3 separate regions of the Mus musculus genome follow, and regions 1 and 2 are each linked to region 3. Evidence: chromatin contacts called from public promoter capture Hi-C data. All regions are on one chromosome and are shown on one strand. The core of a region is the stretch at or near the end of the contact, and the rest is flanking DNA. Distances in the headings are between cores, read along the strand shown.

The links. Promoter capture Hi-C pulls out the DNA fragments that hold promoters and counts their contacts. Capture Hi-C pulls out chosen DNA fragments and counts their contacts.
Region 1: a contact with region 3 is called in a promoter capture Hi-C map of adipose tissue, with 3 times the contacts expected there. The contact joins the promoter of Vipr1 here to the promoter of Rpl14 in region 3. A contact is called at or near these places in 4 of 39 promoter capture datasets (embryonic stem cells, hippocampal neurons and liver), 5 of 115 datasets of contacts at active chromatin or transcription factors (astrocytes, embryonic hindbrain, embryonic stem cells and 2 more) and 2 of 9 other capture datasets (adipose tissue and pancreatic islet).
Region 2: a contact with region 3 is called in a promoter capture Hi-C map of hippocampal neurons, with 3 times the contacts expected there. The contact joins the enhancer-like site here to the promoter of Rpl14 in region 3. A contact is called at or near these places in 9 of 39 promoter capture datasets (the 3T3-L1 cell line, the C10 cell line, embryonic stem cells and 3 more) and 4 of 115 datasets of contacts at active chromatin or transcription factors (astrocytes, embryonic stem cells, epiblast stem cells and 1 more).

Annotation. Positions count from the first base shown.
Region 1 is chr9:121,641,002-121,644,224 of GRCm38.p6, forward strand. Vipr1 (vasoactive intestinal peptide receptor 1) reads left to right here and starts at 1,715. Exons shown (of 13, transcript NM_011703.4): 1 at 1,715-1,925. The coding sequence starts at 1,848. It also overlaps a transcript of Lyzl4 not described here.
Region 2 is chr9:121,665,675-121,668,878 of GRCm38.p6, forward strand. Vipr1 (vasoactive intestinal peptide receptor 1) reads left to right here. Exons shown (of 13, transcript NM_011703.4): 10 at 135-226; 11 at 2,760-2,889; 12 at 3,085-3,126. Among named protein-coding and RNA genes, the nearest start is that of Vipr1, 25 kb to the left of the region's middle. Within about 2 kb of position 1,482, at least 27 of the 459 cell types and tissues checked have an H3K27ac peak or open chromatin away from gene starts, as enhancers often do. A contact at or near this core is called in hippocampal neurons and pre-B cells, where this site is marked.
Region 3 is chr9:120,569,585-120,572,855 of GRCm38.p6, forward strand. It overlaps Rpl14 (ribosomal protein L14), which reads left to right and starts at 1,933. Exons shown (of 6, transcript NM_025974.2): 1 at 1,933-1,957; 2 at 2,512-2,613; 3 at 3,184-3,271. The coding sequence starts at 1,955.

The DNA.
Region 1 (3,223 bases), core at 465-2,964, 1.1 Mb after region 3:
TGCCCAGATCTCTGTCCACAGAGAACACGGAAATGCTAACAGGACCATGAGGTGAAGCACCGTAGCATTTTGCTCAGGCTGGTCTGAAATCCACAGGAATCCTCCTCCCGAAGCATACAGAGCAGTGGGATCACAGGCACGTGCCACCCCGCCCCATATCAGCATTCTGCAGCTGCCTAGGTGACATATGGGGGTGGGCAGGGTTGAGAGCCAAAGCTCACATCTGGGACTTGAGCATACCACCTCAAGAGCTGGTAAGACCTCACTGCCCGGTTAAGAGGCCTAAGGCCTAAGAGGAGTGTGCCCATGGTCACAAGCGAGGCAAACCCCTATTCCTGCTCACAGTGACTCCCGAAATCCTAGCCCTGAAGCACTGAATGGCAACTACTAAACAGCTCCCTCTTCTGACACCCCATAACTGGAGAAAGGCCTGTGACAACTAGCCCATTCTCTATCCGGAAGCAGAAATTGCAGGGAGTGCCTCTTACCTCCTATGCCCTGGTGCGTAGTAGAGGCCTGGCTCAGGCTCAGGCTCAGGCTCAGGGGGAGAGAGAACAAGGGAAGTGCGGTAGACTAGGAAGGAGAGGAAGGAGGAAGGCCAGGGGTTTGCTTCCAGACTTTTCTGTAACCGACCTCAAGGCCACGCCCACAGCGTTAGTTTCCCACGTTGCAGGTTGGGAAGGCTGGAGAATCCTCGGGAAATTCCCGCGCTCCTGCTGGCCAGAAAGCGCCCGGAGAGCGACTTCCTTCAAATGGATCGCACACCCTACTTCGCGCAGGGACACGCGGCCCTCTGCAACTCCGCCCCTCCTCCCACCTTCTATCCCACCGCGCCATCAGCCCCCCACATCACCTTCTCACCATGATCACTCGAGCTCTTGGAAAGTCATCTGCACGGGTTCCCTAAGACGTAGCGCGAAGGGCTCTGAGTCGGTAACCCCGCGCCCCACGCTAGCACCGAATAATCCGAGCCCTAAAGACAAGCTTCGGAGGGAGAGCAGCCTCAGATCACCCGCTACCGGCCCGCCCGATCTTGGAGACACAGCGCGGGACACTGGCACCCTGATCCTAGTCCCTGGGGACTCCGGGAAGACCGGTCTGTGGGCAGCCTGGGCCCAAGAAAGGGTACAGGCTTTGGTCCCCGCGCGGGGGCGCTGGAACATTGACTTCTCGTCCCTCACGAGCTGCGCCGGCCAAGTCGTGTCCAGCTCTGAGTGCACCCTGCCCTGGGCGGCCAAGAGGAACCCCCAGTTGGGACTCCCCGACCCCGGCTGCGCCCCCTCGGCTTCTCCCTTGTCGCAGATGGTTCCAACAGCGTGATCCGCTGGACCCCATCGGAGGCCAGCCTTCAGCCCTGGAAAGCTGTGGCCCTTCTAGTCCAAGAATTTGGGCTGCAAGCCGACGTGGAAACCGGGGAGCCGGCAGCTAAACTCCCTGGAGCCGAAGACTGGAGGAGCTCACTGCCAGGGGCCGAGGGCGCAGCCGGGGTTGAGAGAGAAAGGTGCGGGCGCGGGGAACACTGGGCGGTGTTGAGCCCAGCGTCCCCGCATCGGAGAGCCGAGAGGATGCTCGCTAGCTAGCAGCTCCCGACGACGCGCACCTCTAGCGGGACTCTGTGCTCACGCCCCCGGGGGCCCCGGCTCCGCCCCCTACCTGCGCCGAGGTACCGCCTCCGCCGTGCCATTGGCTAACCCCGCCGCCCGTCAGACGAGCCCCCGCCGCCCTCCCCTAGCCTGGAGCTGTGCCTCATAGCGCCCGGGCCGCTGGCCCGCGCCACTCTCCCGCGCTGCGTTAGCCACAGACCCCGTAGGCGCTCTCGGCTGCCTGCCGCGGGCTCAGGGCGGACCATGCGCCCTCCGAGCCTACCGCCTGCCCGCTGGCTCTGCGTGCTGGCAGGAGCCCTCGCCTGCGCCCTCGGACCCGCGGTGAGTGTGTGCCCCTCCACCCAGATCCCACGGATGGGGGAACTGCGGGGGCAGCGTATCCGGGACCATCTGGCCATCGGGGGGCAGCAGGAGCGCGGTTCTCGTCTTCTCTCTTCTGTAGCCCAGAGGCGTGGGAGCTCGGTAGCGGCGGGTCCCTCTTAGCTCATCTTAGAGCGCTCACCGCGAAGTGATCCCAATCAGCGATGAAGAGGTTGGGGGCGAGAGGGAGCCCCAGACTTGCCTTGCGATGAGTGCCTGTGGGGGTACGTGGGGAGGAGAACTGTGGGTGGCACGATCGAGTGAGATGGGAGATCCTGTAGACTGTCGGGTGGGAAGGAGGCTGTGTCTGGAAGCCTCTCTGGGTATTTTGAGAACTTGTGCGATGAAGACAGCACAGCATCAGACCTTAGTGCCTGTACCCTGGGGAGGGGTCCTTGGGATCTGGTGAGAATTTCATTCTGTGCTCTTTATCCTCTAACTATAGGCTGATGGTGGGCAGGTAAAAGCATGTATTGGGAAAAGCAGGGGGGCTTGCTCTACCTTAGACCTCGGCTTCCTCCCACACAGACATGTGTGTGGGTGTGCTCCTGTGGCTGTGACAGACTCACCAGGGTCATGGGGCAGACACCTGGTCACCTCCTCTGAGACTAAGAAAGACCTCAAGACTCAGAGACCCCCTAAACCCATTTTACAGAAGGGCAAAATGAGGCCACAGGAGCCACACCTGTCCCTGCCAGCCACACTTGGACAGAGGTGATCTTCCCTTCCCTTGCTCTAGGTCTGTGGAGCTGTTGCTTCAAGATTGTCTTTTCCTTAGTGGATTCTGGTCTGGAACAAGTGGGCTGCCTGGAGGAAGTGGGGAATCTTGGTCGGTCACCTTAGTGCAGTCTATCCCGTGGTCCCTCCCTAATCACAACCTTTCCCAGGGCAGGGATCAGGACATGAATCTGTTTCCTCCTAGCTGGTGTCTGGCACACCCTGCTCTGGAAAATCTCACCACCCCCCCAACCCCTTCCGGAGAAGGTGCTGCTCTCTGAGAATTGGACAGTGTTGCCCCCTTCCTCCTGTTTACAGCCCCTCCCCACACTCCAAGCTTCATCAGACTCTGGCCCTCAGTGTCACAGACCACACTAGCAGCCCTCCAACTTCCCCAACTCTGTGTCCTGGCTACTCCATTTTGGATAAGCCAGGGGTTTTTGGACCACTGGAGGCCTCTGGCCCCAGGTACCATCCATCTAGAAACAGATTGAGCCCAGTCCCTCCAATTCCATCTTCCTACTTCTTATTTGGAGGTGCCA
Region 2 (3,204 bases), core at 232-2,731, 1.1 Mb after region 3:
TCCCAGATGATTTGCCCCAAAGGGAAGAGCCATCAAGAGGTACTATGGAGGGGTGGACAGCACCGGAGAAGAAAACAACCTACCCCAGCTTTCTCTCTCTAAGTGACCAACATCGCGGGTTTGTCATCCAACAGGTGAACTTCATCCTGTTTATCTGCATCATCCGAATCCTGGTTCAGAAGCTACGGCCACCCGACATTGGGAAGAATGATAGCAGCCCATACTCGTGAGTGTGGGCCCAGCAGCCCAGCTCCAAGCTTCCACCCCGGGTCCTCAGATCACTGCCCTACACATGACCTCACACGCCTACAAGTACCCAGAGCCAGACATTACTCTTCCCCATGGCCAGGCTCAGCATCCCCTGCCCATCATCACCAAGCCCTCCACACCTACATCTGCTCTCCTGATGCTCAATGTCCTTCAGGTTCACACTGCTGCCCTAGGGAGCTTGAAGGGAGTGGAAACCCTGTGCCTGCCTCACACACTGTGCAGTCTGACCTATGCCTGGCAGAGAAGGGAATACAACAGATGCCCAGCAGGAGATGTCCTGGGAGACCCCATTCCACATCGAGGCAACCACATTCAGTATTCCCCACTGATAGCTATCACATCCTTACAGAGATCAGGCACAGGCTGAGAGGTCTCCATGCCTCTGCCCGTGTCACACTCGGGATCCGCAGTAAAATGTTCCCAGCTGTACAAAAGACAGATATGAACTTCCTCAGCCTCCAAAGTTGGAGCACACCACTATGGGCAGGAAGAGAGGAGGCATTTTCTTTCCTTGATGCTGTGACAAAATGCCTGACAGGCAATTTAAGGAAGCAATTAGAAACCGTGCTTTAGCTTCTAGCTCAAGGGCACCACTCGTCAAGGCAGAGACTCGGCTGTAAAGCTTAAGGCAGCCAGTCATCCTGCATCCGATCTGAAAGTGAGAGACGAACACCAGCACTCAGCTCACTTTCTCCTTTCTATTCAGTCTGAGACCCCAGCCCACGGGACGGTGCCACCGATAGTCAGGGTGGGTCTTCCCACCTCAACACCATCCAGAAATCCCCTCTCAGATATGCCCAGAGGTTTGTCTCCTCCGTGATTCTAAGTCCTGCTGGTAATTGATATTAATCATTGCAAGGGCCGTAATTCACTGCTTGAAAAGAGGAGGGGCACTGGGAAGGCCAGCAAGTTTCTATGGAAATCAGAGCTTGCAGGCACGTGAAGGAAACATAAAACATGACCGGGGCACCCTTGCAAAGGCCCGAAGAACCTTTACACTCACAGTGGCAATGGAGAACAGACCCACCATGCAGGCCACCCCACAAGGGCCATCCAGTCCTGGGATCCTAGATGTTCTTAACCTGGCCTCCGTTAGGGGAATCTCAGCTGTGGTTGGAAGATTTCCCACTGGAGGAGTCACGAGCTGCTGGATTTGGGATTCTGTTCTGGAGCCCTGTGACGGTCGGGCCTGAGGCTGACGCTTCCTCCCATTCCTGGTGTGACAGCATTCTGTCCCTAGCAGGCTGCATGGGCAGGACAACCCTCTCTTTCCCAGAAGGAGACGTGCGTGCGGGGCTTGCCCACTGCCGGGAGGCAGCACTCCTGTCCCACACGCGCACACGGGTGTCCTTTACCTCAGCGACCTTGTTTCCCAGAAGTCCAGCTGCAACGGGCTAGAATCTGGGGGACAGAACCCAAACTGGTCGTGGCCAGGTCTGTGTGGGTGAGATGGAAAGGAACAGCTGTCGCAGACAGAAGGGGGAGCTGGAGCTGGCAATCCCCAAGGAGGGGCTGTCAGTTCCCACTCTCAATTTAAAGAAAGCCTCCATCTGTCAGACTCTGAGTATGGGATGGGTTCATGGCCAAAGAGGTGTGGCTGGGAGCCAGGCCCAAGAAGGAGGGAAGGTCTAGGTTGCATCTGCATGGGGTGGGATCTCAGAACCAAGGCAGGAGAGGCAGGGGCAAATGTGTTTCTATCCCACCCACATCCACCCTGACCTATTTTCTGCCAGGGAATTAGGAAACTGTGGCCCTTACCGCCTGGACCAGCTGTGAGGTCTGCTGAGTATACACAGTAGAGGGCCTTAGCAGTAGATAGAGGGAGTGCTGGCCCCGCTGGCACCAGGGCAGAGGGAAGACAAGCTGGCCTTTTGGAGCAGGACTCTGCACTGCTAGAGATGCGGGAGGGAAGCGGTCTCAGGGAAAGAGGCAACCCCTAGAGACAGGGCCACAGAGGAAGAGCAGGAGCCACAAGTGTGCACACACTAACTAATGAGCAGGCCTAACAGCGAGTGCTCCTCACCCTCCTGCACACCGGGCACATGTGGCCAGCCCTGGAGCTGGGAAGGCTCCATTCCTAGGAGCTAGTGTCCTTGGAGACACCCACAGCACTTCCGAGGAGACAGCATCCCCGAAGCGTGACATCGCCTCACTCTTCAGCTGGGGACACAGACCAGAGGGGGGGGGGACCGACCGGGAAGTCTTGCCTCCTGAGTCTTACGTAACACATCATACTTGGTGGCCTTCCTCCAGAAGGGGGAGAAAGAAGGGAGTTTAATTCTCTCGTGTGCTTTCCCCAGGCAAGGAGGTAGGGGGACAGGAGAGCGGTATCACTGACAGACAGGGGACAGGATAGAGTGGGCATGCCGTGGGGATGGGGCAGCCACTGTTCATCCTCACAGGGTCTGGTCACTATTGCATTTGGTATACCCACACCCATCTCCCCATGTGGCTATACATACCCACACCCTACCTCTCCCTGTCCCCAGGAGGCTGGCCAAGTCCACACTTCTGCTCATCCCTCTGTTTGGAGTTCACTATGTCATGTTTGCCTTCTTCCCCGACAACTTTAAGGCCCAGGTGAAAATGGTCTTTGAACTCGTCGTAGGGTCTTTCCAGGTATGAACGTGGGCCTGAGGAATTCACCTCAGCTGCCGTGGGCCCCAGATTCCAGTCATAAGTTCTGGATAAGCACCCCCATTGTGCTCAGTGCTTTCCTTAAGCAGGGGTGAAGGGGCTGTGGGGAAGTGGGGTGGGGTGGGTGGGGCTGGGAGTGCCTGCAGTCCTTTTGCCTCACCTCCTCTTCCTCCTCAGGGTTTTGTGGTGGCCATCCTCTACTGCTTCCTCAATGGCGAGGTGAGTGCCTCCCACATCCTGGTGGGCAGGCTCAGGGTCTACAAACCTCGATGGGATCCTGGAGAGCAAGGGCAGTTA
Region 3 (3,271 bases), core at 683-3,182:
TAGCCATGCACCACTGCACATGGCTTATATGCAATATTTTTACTTGTGAATTTGAGGTTTCATCTAAGGCTTCCTTTCCAAAAAAAAAAAAAAAAATGACCTAATAATAAAAAAAATCAAGGAAATATAAGAGCTGCATGTTTAAGAACAACAGGTGAACTTTTTTCTTTCCCTGAACCACTGTGATTGACTTTAAGTGTATTCATTTTGGTAGTTTGGGGTTTGAATCCTGGTTCCCACGTGCCCCAGGAAAACTCTTCCCTGCTCTGCCACACTCCCGAGTCCACTGCTGGTTGGTTCCTGTCTCATCCCCCAAGCTCCCGGCAGTGAAGCTTTCCAGGACCGAGCTCTCCAGGACCCGCCGGCCGAGTGCATGAGTTGCAGGTGGCAAGGATTCTCCGTCCCTCTTGTCTGGAACATCTTTTCACTGAGCTCTCGGCATCTGTCCTGACTGAGAGCTTTTCCTTGGGATTCCTCACTCAGTACCGCTTCACTCTTCAGCAAAAGCAGACTCGTTAGGATGAGGAATTTATTGAGAGAGGCTGGCAGCTCATAATCTTCTGTTAACTCCTGTTCCAGAGGATGTGATGCCCTCTCCTGGCCTCTGCAGGTACTAAGTTTGTTTGCGCTTGGTGCTCACAAACACCCATACACATAAAATAAAATAAAATAAAATAAAATAAAATAAAATAAAATGTCTGAAATGGGGTTCGTTCAGAGCCACAGAGATGACTAGCAGTTGAATGCTTTCTTGAGTTCTGTTTCCAGCTCATTCATAGCTCTAGCTTTAATGGCCTCCAAGGGGACTATTCCTCCACACACATAAAAGAGTATGTAAAGTGCTTAATGTTGTAAAGGCCTGAATTTGGATCCCCATCACACACATGAAGAGTTAGGAAGAGTTAGGATCGATGGCCTGCAGTGGTCATCCTGGGGAGGTAGAGACAAGTGTGCCCCTGGGGCTCAGTGACCAGCATGCCTATCTGAACTGGCAAACTCTGGGTTCAGTGAGAGGCTGTCTCATAAAGACCGGAAGAAGAGTGACTGAGGAAGGCACCCAGTGTGCTCCTTTGCTCTTGTTTACTTGACACAGCTAGGGTCCTCTGGGAGGAGGGAGCCCCACTTGGAGGAATGCCTCCATAAGAGGCATATCTGTGAAATATATTCCCTTTCCCCCGCCCGCCTCCCCCCACCCCCCGGCCTATTTATTATATGTAAGTACACTGTAGCTGTCTTCAGACACCCCAGAAGAGGGCGTCAGATCTCACTACAGATGGTTGTGAGCCACCATATGATTGTTGGGATTTGAACTCAGGACCTCTGGAAGCGCAGTCAGTGCTCTTAACAGCTGAGTCATCTCTCCAGCCCTGTGTCTTTGGACTTTTAAGACAATGTCTCAGTATGTCTCCTTGGTAGGGGAAGCGGCCTTAAATCCAGATTTGCTTCCGCCTCTGCCTCCCGAGGGCTGGGATTAAGGGCGAGCGCCAGCACCCTCGGCTGTGTCTTAATTATATCCTGTGTATACAGAAGAAAAGGGAAGTGGGCTGGGGACAGACAGTTCATCCTATGAGTCCTTCCTATCCCTAAAGTTCTCAGGAGTGACCGCCCTGTCATGCCAACATTTGGGAGACTGAGGCAGGAGCATTGCTGCGAGCGAGCCTGCTTGGATTATACAGTGTGGAAGGCCTACACTAAAAGGCCTTGTCCCCAAAATCCCAAACCCAAACAAAATAGAAAGGAGAAATTACAACGCCAAGCTCACTGCACGTGTCTGAGGAGAAGCAGTCCATAGAGAGCCGGAACCGCCATGTCATAACCCAGTGAGCATGCGTAAAAGCACGCACGTTTCCCCGTCGACCAATCGGTGGGCACGCTGGACGTCGGGGGCGGGGCTTCTGCCGACACATGCGCACGGCAGGGCGGGCCCTCTCTCTTCTCGCTGAGCGCCGCCAACATGGTGAGTGTGTGTGCCGAGAGCTCCGAGTGCGGCCGTCGCGACGCCCGTCTTCTGCCCCGGGCGGGGGAGCCCCGGCGTGGAGTGGCTCTGCGCGACCCGGCCAGCGCGTGGGGAGGCAGCGGGGCGTGGAACCCAGCCCGCAGGGAGCGCGGCTCGCGTGGACCGCACTACCGGGGCCACGCGTGCGCAGTGGCGGGAGTGGCTGGGCCTGAGGTCCGGGGATGGCGGCGCTGCTGCGGCCTCGGACCTGCCCGGCGGCCTGGCTCCTCATGAGCTCCCTTCAGTTCTTTTTCTCCGGAAAAAGCGAACCGGGGAGTGGTTCAGTGGATTGAACGATGAATTAATTGTATGAGAACTAAAGGAGTATCAAACATGGGTAAGAGCGGATCCAGGGAGCTCGTGTGCTGGGAAAGTGGCCACGGGATACTTGAAGTTAAAAAATGCTGGCTACTAAGTTCAAACTCGTCTCCCAGGGCGGCCCCGAGCCCTGTGTTGCCGGTAAGCAGCGGACTTGGAATATTTAAAGCCAACCCTTGTTTCTTTTCCTGTTTTAGGTGTTCAGGCGTTACGTGGAGGTTGGCCGGGTGGCCTACATTTCCTTCGGGCCCCATGCTGGAAAGCTGGTCGCAATTGTAGATGTCATTGATCAGAACAGGGTACGTGTGGGACGGAGTATTTTACAATCTTTATTTAACGTGGCCGTAAGATCGACAGCACCGTAGATGTTACTCAGGGTAGCTAGAGTGGTCCTTGGGTGGAGTTCTTTAGATTACAGGTTTACCATTGAGGAAACACTGGCCACGGAGTTTGAAGCACTGGGTAGAGTTAGCTCATCTTACAGCACTAATTCACCGGGTAAACGAGGCAGGCAAATGCAGGTGAGTTTAAATGAGGTAACTGAGAAGACTTCAGTGAGCTGGAGGTGCGGCTCTGTTGGTAGAGTGCTTGCTAGAGTCCCTGGATTCTAAAGATAGATGTGGCTCCTGCTACCTCAGGCTCTGGGAGGATAAGGTAGGAGAAGCAGGAGTTTGCCACTAGCCTGGGCTGCTTGACCTTGTCTGAAAATACCACAGTGGAGGCTTTTAGGATACTGGGTTCACAAACGTGCATTTTCTTCATTTGAATGGTAATGTACATTTCGTCCAGAAAGGGCTAGAAATTACGTAGAGGTTACAGCCATCTTGAACTTTAGATGCCTGTCTGAGGTCCTTGATTTTGTATCCTAGGCTTTAGTGGATGGACCCTGTACTCGGGTGAGGAGGCAGGCCATGCCCTTCAAATGCATGCAGCTCACTGACTTCATCCTCAAGTTCC